2 separate regions of the Mus musculus genome follow, and region 2 is linked to region 1. A link is a contact called in public Hi-C data. All regions are on one chromosome and are shown on one strand. The core of a region is the stretch at or near the end of the contact, and the rest is flanking DNA. Distances in the headings are between cores, read along the strand shown. Region 1 has its middle 12 kb from the start of Gm25633. Region 2 has its middle 180 kb from the start of Gm25633.

Region 1 (6,267 bases), core at 2,548-5,047:
TATTAGAAGGTCATATCATAATCCTGATCCTTCTCACCTGGCACTTGCATATATTCAGCTTGTTAATGTCCTTCTCAATTGTGAATCTCAGAGCACAGCTTAACAGTCTAAAAGACATCTAGCTGATGTCAGGGAGCCATGCTTCAAGATGCCAGATAATGGACTGCCCCACGCAGTCCAGGCTTACGGAGGCCAGCCAATTGCTAAGCCAGAGTTAAAGCTCTAATGTAGGATCTGAGAGATGGCTCTGTGGGTAGAGTCACCTGCTTCCAAGCCTGATGGCCCGAGGTCCATCTCTGGAACCCACATTGTGGAAGAAGAGAACAGAGTTTCTCAAGTCGTCTTCTGACCTCCACACCTTCTCTTTGGCACACACTTGCACTCATATACACACAATTAAGCAAGTAAATAGAGGAAGTGAAATTTTTCCTATACAAATTGTGTTACTTACTGTCCACCAAACTTGTCCCCTTATCTACCTGTACCTTGGAAAACATGACAAAAGAAATTTCATAGAGGAAAAAGAAGACGATTATGTTGTAAGATAATTGTGAAGGGATCTTTTAAATAAGTTAGTATATCACCCAAAAATTTCTGTGTTCCAGGACTTAATCTAGGAACAAGTTAATATAAGTTACCTTCTTTGTCATTAAAGAGAAAGAAGAAGGAGAACAGAGAAAATCAAAAGGGTTTGTATACACTTCCAAGCAAACTTATACATTACATATGGTAATTCTTTCCTACATACTTGTATTTAACTTTCACATGATTGTGTGAAATTTAGTAATTTGTTCAAGGATTTGACCCAAGAATGTCTAGTCGCACATTAATCACCATTTCTAGGCTCTGTAGAGATAAGGTTAACTCCTAGGTCTTAATGGCTTAAGCATAACAAAGTGGGGCCTAGGGGAATGGCTCAATAGGTCAAATACCTGCTGTGCAAGCATAAGGCTCTGGGTTCCAGCCCCAGCACACAGGTCAAAACAAACAAACAAACAAACAAACAAGCTGGGTATGGCACAGCTTGTCTTGTCGTCACAAGTCCAGGGAAACAGAGGTAGCGAACTCACTGGCCAAGCAGGCAGCCTTTCACCCTAGTCAGCTCAAGATACCAGGGAGATACACTGTTTCCAAAATCAAAATGGATGGCTAGGGGGAATGATTCCCAAGCTTCAGCGCTGATCTCCACATGTGCACATGTACAGACACACATGCACATGGAGAGAGTGGGGAAAAAAGAGAAGAGAGGAGAAGAGAGGGAAGGGGAGGAGACAAGTGATAGGTCTAATTACTTCATGTAGTTCAAAGTTCTGACTTGGGCTGACTATGACACCCAGGGTATCTCCATGCCTTCCTTTTTTAAAAATATTTTTTATTACATATTTTCCTCAATTACATTTCCAATGCTATCCCAAAAGTCCCCCATACCCTCCCCCCCCCACTTCCCTACCCACCCATTCCCATTTTTTTGGCCCTGGCGTTCCCCTGTACTGGGGCATATACAGTTTGCATGTCCAATGGGCCTCTCTTTCCAGTGATGGCCGACTAGGCCGTCTTTTGATACATATGCAGCTAGAGTCAAGAGCTCCAGGGTACTGGTTAGTTCATAATGTTGTTCCACCTATAGGGTTGCAAATCTCTTTAGCTCCTTAGACACTTTCTCTAGCTCCTCCATTGGGGGCCCTGTGATCCATCCAATAGCTGACTATGAGCATCCAAGTCTGTGTTTGCTAGGCCCCGGCATAGTCTCACAAGAGACAGCTACATCTGGGTCCTTTCGATAAAATCTTGCTAGTGTATGCAATGGTGTCAGCGTTTGGAAGCTGATTATGGGGTGGATCCCTGGATATGGCAGTCTCTAGATGGTCCATCCTTTGTCTCAGCTCCAAACATTGTCTCTGTAACTCCTTCCATGGGTGTTTTGTTCCCAATTCTAAGGAGGGGCATAGTGTCCACACTTCAGTCTTCATTCTTCTTGAGTTTCATGTGTTTAGCAAATTGTATCTTACATCTTGGGTATCCTAGGTTTTGGGCTAATATCCACTTATCAGTGAGTACACATTGTGTGAGTTCCTTTGTGAATGTGTTACCTCACTCAGGATGATGCCCTCCAGGTCCATCCATTTGGCTAGGAATTTCATAAATTCATTCTTTTTAATAGCTGAGTAGTACTCCATTGTGTAAATGTACCACGTTTTCTGTATCCATTCCTCTGTTGAGGGGCATCTGGGTTCTTTCCAGCTTCTGGCTATTATAAATAAGGCTGCTATGAACATAGTGGAGCATGTGTCCTTCTTACCGGTTGGGGCATCTTCTGGATATATGCCCAGACGAGGTATTGCTGGATCCTCCGGTAGTACTATGTCCAATTTTCTGAGGAACTGCCAGACTGATTTCTAGAGTGGTTGTACAAGCCTGCAATCCCACCAACAATGGAGGAGTGTTCCTCTTTCTCCACATCCTCACCAGCATCTGCTGTCACCTGAATTTTTGATCTTAGCCATTCTGACTGGTGTGAGGTGGAATCTCAGGGTTGTTTTGATTTGCATTTCCCTGATGATTAAGGATGCTGAACATTTTTTCAGGTGCTTCTCTGCCATTCGGTATTCCTCAGGTGAGAATTCTTTTGTTCAGTTCTGAGCCCCATTTTTTAATGGGGTTATTTGATTTTCTGAAGTCCACCTTCTTGAGTTCTTTATATATGTTGGATATTAGTCCCCTATCTGATTTAGGATAGGTAAAGATCCTTTCCCAATCTGTTGGTGGTCTTTTTGTCTTATTGACGGTGTCTTTTGCCTTGCAGAAGCTTTGGAGTTTCATGAGGCCCCATTTGTCAATTCTCGATCTTACAGCACAAGCCATTGCTGTTCTATTCAGGAATTTTTCCCCTGTGCCCATATCTTCAAGGCTTTTCCCCACTTTCTCCTCTATAAGTTTCAGTGTCTCTGGTTTTATGGGACATGATAAAGAAAATCACTGGTGTGCCTTTAAACAACCTACCTAACACTTACACTTGCATTTCCTAGATTGAAAAAAACATATCAACATCCCTACCTTCAAGGGAGTAGGGAGGTAGGAAAGCATTGTGTTCAGTAGGAAAATCAGGACTATTTAATGAACAACCATGCCTGCCATAGGTCCCAAAGTCTGTAGTCTTTCTCACTACTCTATACTCACAGCTAGGGGAGAGAGATTAAGAGTCTTCAAAGGGACCAGTGGCAGATGAACATAAATCTAGAGAGTTGGGAGCCATTACCCACGGAAGATCAAAATCAGGATGAAGATAAGTTATCTCTAAAATATACATGAGTGTCAGTGAAGAATGGATGGATCTTTGTGATGTGACTCAAGCTCACCGACAGATTTACAAGTATCGTAAGAGCATGAAATCTTGCAGAGTTTTAACACCCAGGACTTAGTTTGAAGACCTATTACGTAATAGCCCATCTCTGGCTAAAATGTGTATTATAGCAAGGCTTCTAAGTATATGGAAGAAAATAGCCTTCTCCTCCTGCCATGACTTTTGGTATAATGGGAACATTAGAGACTGAGGTTGATTTTAACATCTTTCGGAAAAGATACCTTAGCAATCAGCTAGAAACTTAAAAAAAACGATAACTATGCAGAAGAAAGCCAAACTTGGAGAACAGCACTGTCCCCCACACAGACAGCAGTAAGTCATCAGCTGAGTTGCTCTACCCTGAAAATTCTTGAAAGAATCTAGACTCACGACAACACCTCACCTTCCCTCATAAACGTTGAGTCATGGGTGATCCAAACAAGCTCGTTCCACACTGAAGGCAATTTCTCACATTGTTGTCTAGTGGATCACACTTAGTCACGGACAAGCCTAATTACCCCAAAGCAGTTACCAAACACCAGTGACAAGTTCTCTGAGGCCCTCCCCTCCACCCTCCACCTTGAAACACACACACACACACACACACACACACACACACACACATACACACACACACACACACATCACACACACATATTCTGACCTTCTCCGCCTAAGGAAGAATATTCTGCACTCTAAAACTGCCCATGAAGTATAGAGTCCAAGATTTCAAAATGATGCAACCACTTGGTAAAAGGGCCAATCACTTGGGTAAACATAGCCATGCCCTCTTCATCAATAACTGAGACTGGACTGTTTCCCAGGTCTGGTTTCTCCAAAATGCACAAAATGAAGAGGCTTGCTTGACTTCCAAAGGAAATGTCACCTGTTCAGCTGTTTACATGAGGCATGGGGTTGTCTGGCGGGAAATGGAATGCATTGTTTGAGCTCCCATCTATTTTAGTCATTCACATATCCCATTGCAATGCACGTATTTTAGTGTTATCTTACATTTCAGAAGGCTCAAAAGATGCATGTGTTATAAATAAACATGTGTGTTCTATATTCCAAATACAAACAAATACCAAAGACTTTTAATCTTTATTACATTTTATTAAGCTAAAATAATCAGGCTTTTTTTCCCCCTTAGATCTGAGCATGGCTTTTGGCCTTTGTGCAAGTGAATAATTGAAATGAATGCAAACACAATGTAATAGCAAGATGGTGTCCAAGAACTTCTCAGGACTGTGAGTGTGTATACGAAGTAGGTAGATAGATAGATAGATAGATAGATAGATAGATAGATAGATAGATAGATAGATAGATAATAGATAGAAAGATAAATAGTAGATAGATGATAAATGGTAGATAGATAATAGAAAGACAAATAGTAGATGATAGATGAATGATAGATGATAGATAGAAAGATAGATGATAGGTAGATAGATAGTAGATAGATAGATAATAGATAGAAAGATAAATAGTAGATAGATGATAAATGATAGATAGATAATAGATAGAAAGACAAATAGTAGATGATAAATGAATGATAGATGATAGAAAGATAGATGATAGATATATAGATAGTAGATAGATAGATAGATAGATAGTAGATAGAACTTTTTCTAGTTAAGTGTTTGCACTATTGGTAATTTATTAAATATTGTTCATTTTGGTTTTGTAAATTTATGTCTTCATATAGCTCAGGTATGCCTGCAATATCTTGCAATCCTGCAAGGTCTCGTGGGAGTTGAGATTCGTGGCGATGTTCTGCTGTTTGCTGCAGTTGAGTGTAGCCTATAGTGTTGAGCTGTGGATGAATTAACGGTCTGTGAAGAAAAACATCAGGTTCATTTACGATCACTTCTTTTTTAAGCTGAGGAGGAGGTTTGCACTGATCTTTTTTCATGTTTTTTCTTCTTCCTGTCACCCCTCCCACCTCAGAATGGAACAAGGACCCCGCACTGCCTGGGGTACTGGGTCTCAATACACTTTTCTGTGCTTCATTCTCTTCCCATCAAACTACCGCTAATTTCTCACTGTGTTCTGGCTTAGATTCTCCATTAAGGTCAAATTGTCCCCTCCTGCTCCTCCACACATGCCCTGCTCATTCATTCAGTTCCTGAAAAGGGCATTTATTGAATATTTGTTTTGTGGGCCAGGCTGGAAGGTAGAGCCTGAAGAGAAAATAGTGTGCAGTTTTTGTCTTCATGGAGCTTGGAGTCCAGGGTGTGAGGATGGAAAGACAGCCCATAATCAAATAATCACAGTAATGCACTGCATACCCAGGAGGGCCTAAGAAGGAAATCACTGTGCGTGTGTGTGTTTGGGGATGGAATGTGCATTGATGGAGAGGTCAAGGACAGAGTCTCAGAGGCCAGCTGGGCTGCTCATTGGGCATTTGCCAAGTGAACAAGTGGGGAGAGGGTATTTTGAGCAGAGGGAACATTCTGTACAAAGGAATGTTGTATCGGCTCATATTGCTAGTCTGTGGCTGCTAAACTCTGATTCATCCTCCTTTCAGACAAGCAACATAGTTCTTTAAGTCTAAGAGGAAACTTAGAGATGATTCAGCCCGTCCCCCTCACTTCACAGATGTGAAACCTGAGCTCTAATGTACTGAGCTATGATGGATCCAGCTTTGACCCATGGCCAATACCCCAGCAGGAATGTTCGAGCCATTCAACATATTGAGCACCAACCGGGGGGCGGGGGTAGATAGCATGAACGGTGCGCCAGCGAACTGCATCTAGACTGCTTTTCTTCCTGCGGGAATGTGTGTCTCTATGGACATAGCCAGAGATTAAAAGCAGTTCCGTGTCAGAGGATCTAAGTAGGTCTTGACACTCTGCCTGGTGACCTTGAAAAGGTTACCCTTGCTCACTGATCCTAAGTTTCCTGTTATGTGAGTCAGCATACTAATTGGA
Region 2 (5,575 bases), core at 2,558-5,057, 190 kb after region 1:
AAATAAATTAATATATAAGGAGAACTTGGGGGTGGGGGAACCGTATCACACAAAAGTAAACACTGTCAGATCTCAAACAAGAGAAATCAACTGGAGGCAGCTCACAGTTTCAAAGGATAAGTTGAGATTCTGAAGTTATAATTGTACAGTAGAGCTCAAAGACAGGGATGTATCAGGGTCTCAGGTAGGTACTGGCGCCAGAGGAGAGATTTGTTATTGGTCAGTCCATGAGAATCCTCCTTCTTCTCTTTCCTGGTCCTTCAGGGGAGACACCCTCCCCTGTAGCCAAGTTACCTATCCAGCTATGTGGACAGAGTGAAACTCCTTCAGAATTAACTCTTAGGGAATATCTCCGACTAGGCCACTATTTGTGTCAGGATCATGTTGTAGAAAATGGTTGGAGGGATAAGTATGTCCAGTGCTAGTCAATGAGAATGACCTCATCAGCTACCTCAAAGTAGTACTTCCCTTGTGTTTTAGAAGCACACAGAGACTCACATAGCTGCCTGAGGATATAAGAACCAGAACTGAGATGTAGACCCAGAATTCTAGGCTAGCAGCTCATCAGGTCTGGTCACTAAAGTTGCAAATGAAGGAGAGTCAGAGAAGTTTCCAGAGTTCTCCTGAGCTCGAAGCAATAAGTCAAGACTCTTTCCTGCTTCTTGCTCCCTTCTCCCTGCCCTTGCCATATGTCATGATATTGGTCAATGCAGACAGCATGAATGAGCTCAAATTATAATCAGAACTTTGCCGTTCCCAAACAACTCTTTGTCTAGATAGCCTGCAGAGGCGAGGCCCGCCCACTCAGCAAAGCCTGACATCCCCTTTCTCACAATAGATGCTCTTTCAGGCCAAGGCACTACCGTTTCCTTCTGGTATTGAATGCGTGGGTATTGGGGGCAAAAGGTGGCTGGCAACAAGGCAACAGAAAAGAAAAAGGCACTGGAAAGATGCCTAAGCGTAGATCATCCTAAGGTTGGACTCAGACACTAGGGAAGCATGGATGAATCACTTAGGATATCCTTCACCATTGGCCTTACACCCCAGACTTTTACATTGACCAAGCAAAAGCTCATTGACTTCCTGCTCTGACTCCATTCTCTTTACCATGTAGGGAAGTGGTTTCCAGAGTCAGAATCATGGCAGCTGCAAGAAATCTTTATTTCCTGGCTGCACCAAAGGGACTGGACTCTGTGGAAAAGACCACACATCCATCAGGGTGTTTCTCAGCTCCCCTGGTGTTTCCAGAGTGCAGCCAGTTAAGACTCCTACATTAGAATATTCCTGTGCCAATGGCCCCAACCCTCCTTAGCTGGCTGGAGAACCTCTACTGCCTGTGTCCTCATGGGCTTGAGACTTTTATTGCACAAGTATACCCACCCTTGAGCAACTCCCCGGACCCACAGGAAGGCAACATGCTCTAAACTCTTGCTTCTTTCTCATCTCACTTCCTAGTCATGGTTTGAAGCTCTTTCTCCTCCCCCCCCCCCCCCGCAACTTTGGCTTATAACTTGGCTTGTGATCAGTCCAGCTGTCTTCCTGGCACCCTCTTTTGATGGAGATGGTTGACCTGATTGTGTTGCTCTGTAAAACTATTCATCATAAGGCTCTTGAGAGTGGGGGGGGGGGATCATTGCTTCTAACAGTGATTTCTGTGTATCTCTTCCTACAGTACTTAGTAAAGTGCTGACTAAGTAACATAGCGATCCAAAGCCTGAGGATGTGTGGTGGCTGTTGATAGTTTAGATGGAGTCAAGTTGGAGCTTCTGAAGGCTGCTAGGTCTATACTGGACCTCTTATTTAGAGACTGTTTCATATTGGCTATAGAAAAAGAAATGTCCATATTCTATTTTTTAGAGCTCTTTTCTTCTTTGTGGGAATACCAGGGATCAAAAGAATTAAGGCAATGCCTATGGGAAATTTGGTGGGGACCAGGCACAAAGAGTGACAACTTACTGCTAACAGGTGCCCCCTCCCAGCACTGAACTTTGTGGCCGGTGCTTTACATGTAGCTGTGCACACTGGTCACACTGATTAAACAGCCCCAAAGCTCAGACAGATCATTTGTCCAAGGCAAATGACAGCACTCCAAAGGAGCATGTGGTCTGTCATAGCCGGGTTCATGTCAGAGCAGACTTCAGGTGGAGAGGAGCTATAGGTGGCTGTTTCTATCCTTGCTGTGTGACAGAATTCCTCACACTAATGACAGTGGCTGAGGTGCCAATCAAGTACATCATCATGTTTTTTTTTTTTTTACAAAAGAGATACAAGTTCACATTCTTACGAAGCTTGGAGATATAGATGTCGAAGACATAATCTGCCGTTGTCTGTATATATAATCATGGTTGTGGTAGTGGCAGCATTTTCTAGGGAGGCAAATTGGTTGCCATAATTAGAAGCCAACTCAAACCATTATAGTGGAATTGGGGACTGCACTGAAAGTTGCAGGTTTGTGTTCTCATAGTCAAAGGAAAGGATAGGACTAGGCCCCATCCAGTGGTTGCATTGTGATTTATTGATGCAGATACTAGCAATCTGCAGATACTAGCAATATCTTCCTGTATGTCTCTCTTTCTAATGGCATTTCCTCTGACGGCTACAGGCAGGTTTCCTTTTCTGAAGTCCACACCACATAACACTGAGTTCCTAAACTATGATCCCAGCTGTGTGACAGGCTCACCACATTCCTAAATTTGTGGAAAAGGACTCTAAATGTCCAATGTCAGTCATATGATTCTAGGTGGTGCCCCGCTTTTGAACTGGGAACTGGGGTGGACACCACCTCCTAGATAGGAATGACATTGACAGAAAAAGGGAGGTTGATTAAATATAGGAAAGATGTACTAACTAAGAATACTGGCGTGCCTTGTGATTTATTGATGCAGATACTAACAACATGTTTTACTCTAGTCTACAGCAGTTTCTCCAGGTGGGCCTTGACATTCTTCTTTTACTGGGATGAAAAGTTTGGAAAACTGGGCATGTTAAGGTCCTAGGACTCTGTTCCTGGTAGTGGATGCCAGAATTCTTGAAAATCCTAGGCAGTTTCTAGGCACGCTTAGTCTCCAGTGTTTGCTCCTCCCTCTCCCTCTCCCTCTCCCTCTCCCTCTCCCTCTCCCTCTCCCTCTCCCTCTCCCTCTCCCTCTCCCTCTCCCTCTCCCTCTCCCTCTCCCTCTCCCTCCCCCTCCCCCTCCCCCTCCCCCTCCCCCTCCCCCTCCCCCTCCCCCTCTTCCTCCCCTCCCTCTCTCTTTCTCACATAAACACATTCTTTCCCTCCCCTCCTCCCTCCCTCCCTCCCTCCCTCCCTCCCTCCCTCCCTCTGTATGTGTGTGTGCACCTTTGTATCTCTGTGTGTGCATGTCTGTTTGTGCATATATCTGTGCATCACTGTGACTCTGTGTCTGTGCTTATGTGGTATGTCTGCGTGCTTGTGTAAATGTTCCTATATGTGTGTGAAAGTATGTCTGTGTATGCACGTGTGTATGTGTCTCTGTACTTGTGTATGTCTCTCTGAATATGTATGTACATTTCTGGGTACGTATAACTGTGTGTCTATGTATACATGTTTGTGTGTGCATGCCTATGTTTATATGCTTTCGTGGGTTTCTTCTTGGAGAGAGGCTCATGCTTGTTCGCTATAGAAGATTAACCATCTAGACCGTCTCCAACCTTCTAGACCATGCTCACTCTTCCGTGGCTGAATGAGATTCTGACCTGCTTATTTTTCAGCAGAGAGGGAATGTGCAGCCTGAGCCTGGCAGCCTGAGTCAGCTGCAGGCAGTGGCCTGGCAGCCTTGGACAAAGACTTTCTGTATCAGCCAGGAATGCACTGACCTCGCTGTGGCTTTCCTCTACTGGCTTGCATTTATGTTAAGCAGAAGGGAGGGAGAGCTGGTTTGGAGCTCTGTGTCTGTGCCTGCGGAACTGCCTGGTCACGTACTTCATACATCCCTGTCTCTCAACAACTGCTGTGACCTGGAGCTATAGCTCTGGGTCAGTGCTCTGTGGGTAAAGTGGAGACTCAGCAGAGCTGAAGGTCTCAGCTGACTGAGGAGCTAGGAGTCTGGAGTGGCAGGCAGAACCAAGGAAGGGCTGGGGGTGAAGACCTGGTTTCAGCCTTGTTTTCCCCAGCTGGTTGTGGGGTTCATAGCAGCATTTGATATTTCAGTTCTCAGGAATGTGAGGCCTCATGAAACCACAGACAGGGCTAGGAGACCTGATGTGTCACTATTCTCATCTTCCCCGTGTCCTAGGAGGGAACCCTGGCTTAGAAAACCTGTGACAATAGGTATAGTGGTCTTGCTCAGGCATGCACAGAAATGGGTCCAAAGGATGTCATCTGAGGGCGGTTTGCTGCTGGAGCTGGAAGATGTGGGTGAATTGTCTTTGCTCTGGTTTTGATTGGTCATAGACTACTTTGGGTCTTAGTCACCTCTGTTATCAAAGATTAACCATCTAGACCATCTCCAAGCTTTCCTTAGTTGTGACATGCTGTGGATAGCTAAAGAAGTCTAGGGAACCCCCAATACACACGTCTGCTATGCATTTGCATAGCAGATGGGTTCATAGAGACCCATATTAGCCTATATTGTGCCAATGTTATGGGAAGAATATTTGGTGTGTGTGTGTGTGTGTGTGTGTGTGTGTGTGTGTGTGTGTGTGTGTTTAAGGAAGAGAGGGGGAATTGAGACAGGGGTAAAGAAGATAAGGAGATTAAGAATGGGATTCCAGGAATGTGTCACACATTAATAGGTTCTCATAAACTAAAGCCATCAAGCCTTCTGCAGAAAATACAAGGGTGGGTAATAAAGCTGAAATAACAGTAAGGATGGTTTTAAATCCTTCCTATTTCAGGGCACAGTCACTCTATTGACTCAGGGTTTGTCACAAATGTTGGTTCAGAAATCAGCAACCTCTTCTTACTCCATCCCTTTGCCTGCTGGGGACATCCAGCCTCTGGTGCAGGCTCATCTAGATCTTCCCACCCTGGTCACTGCCATGAGGCTGCCAGTTGTCCTTCATTTTGAACCTACTTCATGGTGGCTTAAAAAACATCTGAGGACTTGACACAAAACCTGGGGTGGCAGGTCACATGTATTTGTCATCAAAGTGGGAAGGGTGTTTGTACAGGTGACTCCTTCTCCTGGGGATCTTGGCAGTTTTGGTGAGTGTAGTAAGAGCTAGACTTAATCTACTGGGGGATTTATTCCTTTTTAATTTGTAAGTGACACTTTCCTTAGACATCTAGCAGGGCTGGCTGGAAACAGTGAAGCTCATGTCTGAGGATGAGTTATACCCAGACACCAAGCTGCAATGTAGCCAGTTATGCAGAATATTCTGACGTCTAGTTGGGTGGTGGGTGGAGAAGAAGAGATCAGGGCGGTCCTCTGTCAAGAGCTCTTTTCTTTTACCTGATTCTGATTGTGGGTCTGTCGAACCCTGATCTGGCCCCACCAGGAAGGCGGAATGTAGACTCAGGAATGAGAGCAGACAGTGCAGCTTTGCCATCATCGCCTGCAGCTGCTCACATCAGGGGTGTATAACATAGCTGCACATACCAAAAAGGATCCATCCA

What was found. A called contact is a pair of places that touch in the nucleus more often than the background predicts.
Region 2: a Hi-C map of muscle stem cells shows a contact between it and region 1, with 2.5 times the contacts expected there. The contact joins two enhancer-like sites. A contact is called at or near these places in 4 of 39 promoter capture datasets (the 3T3-L1 cell line, 3T3-L1-derived adipocytes, frontonasal cranial neural crest and 1 more), 1 of 15 datasets of contacts at CTCF or cohesin (the NIH/3T3 cell line) and 5 of 484 Hi-C or Micro-C datasets (embryonic fibroblasts, muscle stem cells, nephron progenitors and 1 more).

Annotation. Positions count from the first base shown.
Region 1 is chr9:49,810,539-49,816,805 of GRCm38.p6, forward strand. No RefSeq gene overlaps it. Among named protein-coding and RNA genes, the nearest start is that of Gm25633, 12 kb to the right of the region's middle. Within about 2 kb of position 3,798, at least 11 of the 459 cell types and tissues checked have an H3K27ac peak or open chromatin away from gene starts, as enhancers often do. A contact at or near this core is called in muscle stem cells, where this site is marked.
Region 2 is chr9:50,002,159-50,007,733 of GRCm38.p6, forward strand. No RefSeq gene overlaps it. Among named protein-coding and RNA genes, the nearest start is that of Gm25633, 180 kb to the left of the region's middle. Within about 2 kb of position 3,808, at least 71 of the 459 cell types and tissues checked have an H3K27ac peak or open chromatin away from gene starts, as enhancers often do. A contact at or near this core is called in muscle stem cells, where this site is marked.